Linked DNA regions of Mus musculus: region 1 is linked to region 2. Evidence: chromatin contacts called from public Micro-C data. All regions are on one chromosome and are shown on one strand. The core of a region is the stretch at or near the end of the contact, and the rest is flanking DNA. Distances in the headings are between cores, read along the strand shown.

Region 1 (3,683 bases), core at 184-2,683, 1.5 Mb before region 2:
CAAATACACAGGAGAGTAAGTATAAACACCAAATATACTCGCCCCACATGTTTATACTTATTGTATGTCGCAACATAAAATTTGCTGCTTTAGTTGAACTGTAGGCTCCAGGTCTTTAATAGTCTTGAAGTCTAGATTGGCTTCAAGAGACTTTAAGGTCTAGGCATTTTAGAAACAAAGCCAGCTTCAGCAGCCAGGGTGGCTCTCTGAAGAGAGATGCCCCCCGGGAGCTGGATGTCATGAAAGAGGCACCTTTCTGCATTCCTCTTCTGCAAGCCAGCTTTACATCCAGCAGAATATAAGAAAAGTTGGAATAGATTTTAACAAGGTTTACAGAAGATGTTTAAAATTAGTTTAATAGCTTCTAATTATTCCCTAGTTTATTATTCTTCCAGCTCTCTTGAAAGACGAACTCCTTTTCAGCATATCACGATCTGACACAGAATACTGACAGAGGTCAGGTGACACAGAAAAGCCCCCCCCCCCCAAGCTTTCCTTAGACCAAAGGAAGGAAAACAAACTTAGCAGTGGATCTGTCTGCCTTTGCAACTGGCTGCCTGGCGCGAGTCCTGCCTTGGTTAAGGAATGGAGGATGGGGAAATCAAATGAGGGATGTCTAAAAATACAACTGCTTCCAAGAGAGAGAATCAAGTTCTCTGCTCATGATGGATAGAACCCAGCATCAAAGACTTAGGGCCCCAGATTGTGAGCGATGCTGTGCCCTGCACCCAACCCAGGTCCTCGACCCCCGGCCCCTGGCCCTCAGGGCCGCGAGTCTCTTGCCCTTGCTTTGGTCTAGTCACATGAGTGCAGCAGCTACGAGTCCGCCTCAAGTGAAGTGAAGGCAATCCCCAACTCGCCTTTTCTGGGCAGCGCAGTCCTGGTAGCACGCCCAGGAGAACACCTGACTCAGAACACCGGCCAAGGGGCCTGGGCTCGGGGACAGGAGGGCTAGTGAAGGGCGCTCGGAGGCCGGGGATTGACAGAAATGCTCAAAATGGAGGCACTCTAAGCAAACAATAATCGCTCACTTACCCAGGGAGACCGGGGCAGCTCGGGAGACACAAAGAACCATGGAGAAACTTTTCAGCCCGAGCCGACGGCGGAGCGCAGGGACAGCGCCCCGGAGCCCCGGGAGCGAGAGCGGCTGGACAGCCCGGTGGGGACGAACCTGCGCCAGGGGCTCGCAGTCCCCTCAGGCGCGGTGGCGGAAGCCATTTCCAAGAGTTTCCAAGAAGTGTCAGGTCCTCCGCATCCCGCGCGCCGCCTGGAGCCCTTCTTCCCTCGGGCGCGCCTTCCCTGTTGCCACGGTCCCCTCCCGCTGCGCACACTGCCGACCCTGCGGCCGCGCGCTCTCCAGCCCTGCGCCTCTTTTGTGTGGCTGCGGCGCGCCGGGCTCCGCCGGGTGGAGTTGAGCCCGCGGCGGCTGCTCCGGGCGGCCGGACTGGCGGCTGTTGCTAAGAGACCGGAGCCATGACACAGGGAAATTGCGGCAGGATGGCAGTAGGTACCCGGCCCGGCTTGGCTCTCAGGGGGGCACCCGCCCCCCGCCCCGCCCCCTCTACCCCCAGCCCCTCCCCCGCCTCCTCTCCAGCCTGCCGTCCGTCCCTTCGACAGCGACTTGTCCCCCTTCCCAAGAGGGGCACCAGGGGAGGCGACACCTGCACCGCGTGCTTGAACCAGGTCGGGGCGCGATCGTGTAAGGCAAGGTTCTGAACGCAGCTGAAACGCCTTCAGCCTCAGCTGACAGCTTGGTTCTCTTTCCCCAACTACCTGTCTGAGCACCTAACCCAAGAGGATCCAGAGAAACGCCAGCCCCTCCCAGGGAGTTCCCCATCAGGATCTGAGTGATGCTGTCCCTGAAGACAGGGATTATTCTTCAGGTCTCTGGTCCCTCAGGCTCCCATCCTCTCTGCTCTCCCTTTTTCTTATTACAGTGCACACAGCCTCGCCCCCTACCCCACCTACACTTGAGAGTTTGCAGCGTGGATGCCCCAAGAACACAGTAAGTGCCCCCCCCCCCCCAACGAACCAAGCCAGGACGGGCCGGAGCGGAGCGGAGCGGGCTCACAAACTAGGTGCTCTCACCACCGGACTCACATAAACCTCTGTCAAATGCTATCACACTTGAGCAGAACTGGGCTGTGTAACTGGCCTTAAGGGACCTCAAGGGCTCCCTGGAATATGGGCCTTTGAGTCTCTTCTGAGGTTAGAATGGGCTGAAAGATGCTTAGGCAGGCCCTACAGTTCCCTCCCTCTACCCTCTGGGGTAACCCAAGCCTTCAAAAAGAAACACGTTCTTAGGGAATGGCAATCAGGGTTAGCTTCAAAGAGGAGAAATGGGGGTAGGGAGGTTACTCAAACTCTCTATGTCATTTGAAAAGCAGAGAAGAACACACACACACACACACACACACACACACACACACACACACACGAGGGAGAGAGAAATCCTATTTTTTATCTTCATATTTTCATTCTCTCTCAAGCACATAGTAGAAATGACAGGGAAAAGAATTTTCAAATGGAATTTCCCCACTGAGTGTTAAGAAAGTTAGACAGGTTTCAATTAGTTATTAAAATGACGTGGCTAGGATTCAGGCAGAGAGGAAGAGAAAGGCAGATAAAATCAAGGCTCCCGAAAATTAGGCATCCAGGCAAGGGTCTTGTAATGGCGACTGTGGTGGGTGCTGCTTACTGTTCAAGAATTTAGCAGGATGACTCTGGTACCCACAGATCTAGCCACAAGGTTTTTCTAAAGGCACACAGTATCTTGAGCATATATCAAACAAGAGAACATTAGAGAAGCCAAGCATACATGATAATTAATGAGGTGGGGATAGAGGTGGTTGGGCGATGGAAGGGGACAGAGAGTATGTGAATCCTAAAGGTGGCCATCACCTGCATGTTTGAAAGGTGGCCTCTGATTGAAGTTTCAACCTGAACTCCTTCCCCTTATCTTAGCTCAGCTGTCAAATGTTAGAAAACAAAAGGCTGCAGAGGAAACCCTTCCCGCCCCACAATGGAACGTCTCCTTTTACGGAAATCATTGCAAAGGAAAAGTAACCCAACTCCTTCAGTGGTTTGTTAAAACCCTTTTGGCTCAGAATCCCTGCATTTCTTAAATCCCTGATAACTATCTGGTGTTTTGTACAAAGGCTGGACCCGAAGCCTCATTTCATTACAGAGCTGTCTGCCAAGGGACCAAATGGCAAATCCTACTCTCTGTCCTACAGGGCTACATACACACAGGAATTCTACTAAAGAATTACATTAAGATTTGGGGTGGATTAAACCATTAATAGTTTCACTTTGTGCACAAATTATAGCCACCAGGTGCACATTAGAAACTCTTTCTATGGGTTAGGAGAAGAGAAGCCGCTATCTAGAGAAACTGGACATGCACGGGGACTGTGGGATATAGCTAGCTGCTTCTTACATTGACGACTGTAATAATATTTATGGTTTATTATTCAAAGACTTCCTTCCAAACTGAGCTCCTTGGGTACTTTGAACTGCTCTCTGTAACAGTTATTTTCTTTGTTTCTAGCTCAGGATATCAGAGGAAATCAAACACCTATCTGTTTTCAGTGGAGGTTTATCATTATTATTATTATTATTATTATTATTACTACCTCTGCAATACACTATCATACAAGATTCTCAGAACCTTCCCAGCTATG
Region 2 (3,678 bases), core at 138-2,637:
TCTTATAAGGTATAATTTCATCAAGAAAATCAAGTGGCGGATTAAACCTCTGTCACTTGTTGATCCTTTTGAATTAAGTATGAGACTTCAAAAATTCCCTTCCAAGTTCAGGAGAAGCCCAGCAGGCTCGTTTTCAGATAAAGGCTAGTGGCGGCATAGGATAGTGGCAAGTGAATGGTTAACACTGAGATTTATGAATGGAAGGCCTCATGAGGACTCCTGCCTGAAAACAAGCTGGTCTTGTGTTTGGTCTGGAAGACATAAAAGTACTGGGTCACATATGTCCTGGGAGATGATCGCAAACGTCATCTTTGGCCGGTTCTGGGGCCACCAGAGAGCCTTAAACCAGAGGAGTGGGAGAGTCACTTATTTCTTTGGTCTTTAAAGCACCACTAAGCAGCCAAAGACAGTGTAAAGGTCCCCCAGGGAAAGCAATGTAAGAGCTCTTGTTGAGCACTAACCTACTTGCATGTATCACAACACAAATTGGGATCTTAGTTTAACCAGCATGGCCCGCAGTTAGCTTGGTAAATAACCTACAGGTGCCCTAATGGCTGTACTCTGAGCAAGATGAAGAACGGCTTTTAAAAATAAAATAAAATAAAATAAAATAAAATAAAATGAAATAAAATCTTGAATTTGAGTTTTAATTTAATCATTAATAGCGTTTGTGTTCACTTAATAAAATAGTCGTCTCAGACCCCAAACGGCAAATTAAAATGTTTCAAGACACTCTCCATTTGCACCAGCTGCAGAAATCCTCGGTTCTGCCCAATCCATGGTTCCATGCAACTGCTGTCTTCCTAGCTCCGGGCCGCACTGGCGGCGACACCACGCAGTGGAGCGGCAGAAGCGCATCCTGCTTCTCAGGCGCGGGGCTCGGGCACAGAGGCTTGTGTGTCCCTTGAAAGCAGCAGATCAAGCGGCCCTGGGCGCTGGCGGCTCTGGCTTCTTCCTGGTCGGCGCTCGCAAGCCAGCCGCCACCGCCACCGCCCGGGACACTACCGCCCCGTGCCTGGCGCGCTCCAACTACTCGCCGTCCGTGACCCGGGACAAACTTCTGGCTGGGGCGCGGTCCCTGTCCCCGAGGCCAGCGTGGGAAACCCGAGGCGCTGCGGAGGCGAGCTAGGGTCGAGGGTGGCGCCCCGGGAGGTTGCTCCTGCCCGCCGGGTCCCGCCCGCATCTTGCTGGTGGCCGCCCCACAGAGCCCGCAGGCGCCGCGCAGGCCGAGCTGGCCCGGGGCCGGGGACACGGGCGCTCGCGCCCTCTAGCGGGCCGCGGCGGCTCCGGCCCGGCCGTGACGTGGGCTCCTTCCAGCCGGCCTGCGGGGCATCGCCAGTCAGTCGCGGAGCAGGAGCCCCGCGCGCAGCCTGCGCGGGCTCGGCCATCGGCGCGCCACTGCCGGAGGTGGCTGGGGCTGTGGGAGAGGCGGCGGGCTACAAGCGCGCGATCACAGCCACGGCCACGGCCACGGCGCCGCGGGCGGCTCGGTCCCGATTAGGGGTAGCGCTTAGGCGGGCTCATCACCGGATCCCAGCGAGGATTTGGGCTCCGCGGGCGCGCCCTCCGCTCTCTCTCCCCGTGGCGCCAGACTCTAAGCGGGGGCCAGCGGGAGGGCAGGAGGATCCAGGACGCCGTCCCCACGCCCGGGAGCCGCGGGACTTCGGACTTGTGCAACTGTTGTCACTTTGGGGTCTGGTGTTTCGCTGCTGTCGCGTCTACCCTGGCAGCCTGCAGCTTAGGCTCGGGTCTCCCTTGGCTTCCCGAGGCTACCGGCCGCCGCCGCCCCGAGGCGGCCCGGCGCGTACTCAGCACCATGAGGACACTTGGGACTTGCCTGGTGACTTTAGCTGGACTTTTGCTAACTGCGGCCGGAGAAACATTTTCAGGTAAGCGAGACACCACTACCGTTCCCGGGGCGCCTGGGACGTAGGCGACACCCGGGTGGGAGAAGTCCGAGGCGAGCTTCAGGGCCGGGCAGGGGCAGGGAAGACCCGGCATCGCGTAGCGGGTGAGCCGGGCTGGCGGATGGCCGGAGGAAAACAGCTGTGGAGCCACGGAGCCCGTACAGTACACGCAGGAGCCCGCAGGACAAGCACGGGCGCAGAAACAGGGACCTCCATCTCGGCCCCTGTACCCTCAGGGCCTGGACTTGTGCATGGGGGCTCAGTGTTCTTGGGCGGCCTGGGCAGGAAGGGCAGAAAACTTTGCCTAAAGTTCCCAGCTGTAGCCGCCGGGAGTAGGCGCTGAGCGGGCCTCTCGACCCTGGAGGCAGCCGCGGTGGACTGCCAGTGCTCAGCTGAGCTTGCGGCGAGCGTCAAACCTAGAGGTGTAGCTGGCGACCACCCCAAACTTGACATCCCTGCCGCCCCCTGCCCGGCGCGGTGGGCGACCTCAGCGGGTCCCCTCTGTGGCGCGGCTTCGCTGTGCCAGCGTTCCCTTTCTGCACCGCGGGAGGTTTCTGAGATCCTAGAGGAATCTGCTGCTCCCCAAGCCCTCGCCACTGTGGCTGAGCGCCCAGATTCCATCCTCGGCCTCCCTAAAGGTGTGCAGCCCGGGTCCGGACAACTTGCTAACCCAGCTCAGCTGCGCGGGGGTCCTAGCTGAAAGGAGGGGGCACGTACTGGCTGTGTGCATCAAGCCAACCGGAGGCTGTGCTCACCCAGGCTTCGCGAGCCTTGAGGAGCTCTTGGTGTAGACAGAGGGATCTGGACCAGAGTCAGGGGTCAGGAGCAAAACCGAAGGTGGGTGGCACAGAGTAGCAGGGCTTCTGGTATCTTCTGTCCCAGGAGGACGCACGTGGATGCTTGGCAAACGCTGACAACACGCGCACACTGCCTCGTGTTTATTAGTTTCACGAATGTCCACACACAATGGTGGCAGTGGAGTGTTACCTTTCTCTTTTAATAAAAAGGGCCGCATTTAACCTTGAACAAGAATTGCAAAATGGGGTTTTATGTGTTTTCGGGAAGGCTGAATAAATTTGTTTTAAAAAAGAATATTGGTGAAAGGAACTTTCATGAAAGTAAGGAGTACCATTTACAGACATTAAAGCCACATAGACCTCTGGCCAGTGGAAGCATCAGGTTTGCCTTTCTGGGCATCCTGGGATGCTAGTCCTTTGTATTCATAGGCACGGAATAGGCACATAGGTTACATCAGGCTTGGTGCTGAGCAGCAAGACCCTTGCGCATAGTTGGTGGTAGAGAGGGAGAGGAGCTGCTACTCAGCTGTGCAATGTGTTGAACGAAACCCAAACTGACAACTTCGGTAGAGAAACGCGCTTCCTCTAGCTTACTTACTTTCTCCCTAACAGTGTGGCCATCTCACTGCAGATGAGGTGTTGATGCAGGCACTCACAGCTGTCTGATAAAAAGTGGATACAGATTTTGGCTGTATTCTTATTAGTAAATAATAAAGTAAACGTGTGTCACTTTGGAAGCCCCGTAACTCGGTATTAAAAGCCAAGTTTGAAGGCCTAGGTGATGTTTTCTCTCTGTTAGCATGCCTAAGTCTCTTAGATGGGGTTTGTTTAAATTTAAGCTGTGTCAAGTGTCATTGTGGCAGAGTCTTAAATCGTGTCTAAGGAGGTGGGCAAAAGTATTTGTATGGTTCAGTGGTATTCTTCTTAAAGATCCTTAAAGGATCCTTTTAACTAGCAAAACAAACTTTAGCTAA

Evidence for each region. A called contact is a pair of places that touch in the nucleus more often than the background predicts.
Region 1: a Micro-C map of embryonic stem cells shows a contact between it and region 2, with 6 times the contacts expected there. The contact joins the promoter of Tmem200c here to the promoter of Ptprm in region 2. A contact is called at or near these places in 6 of 39 promoter capture datasets (the 3T3-L1 cell line, embryonic stem cells, liver and 1 more), 3 of 484 Hi-C or Micro-C datasets (all in embryonic stem cells) and 2 of 115 datasets of contacts at active chromatin or transcription factors (astrocytes and embryonic stem cells).

What each region holds. Positions count from the first base shown.
Region 1 is chr17:68,834,886-68,838,568 of GRCm38.p6, reverse strand. It overlaps Tmem200c (transmembrane protein 200C), which reads right to left and starts at 1,433. Exons shown (of 2, transcript NM_001206661.1): 1 at 1,036-1,433.
Region 2 is chr17:67,352,168-67,355,845 of GRCm38.p6, reverse strand. Ptprm (protein tyrosine phosphatase, receptor type, M) reads left to right here and starts at 1,387. Exons shown (of 31, transcript NM_008984.2): 1 at 1,387-1,889. The coding sequence starts at 1,817.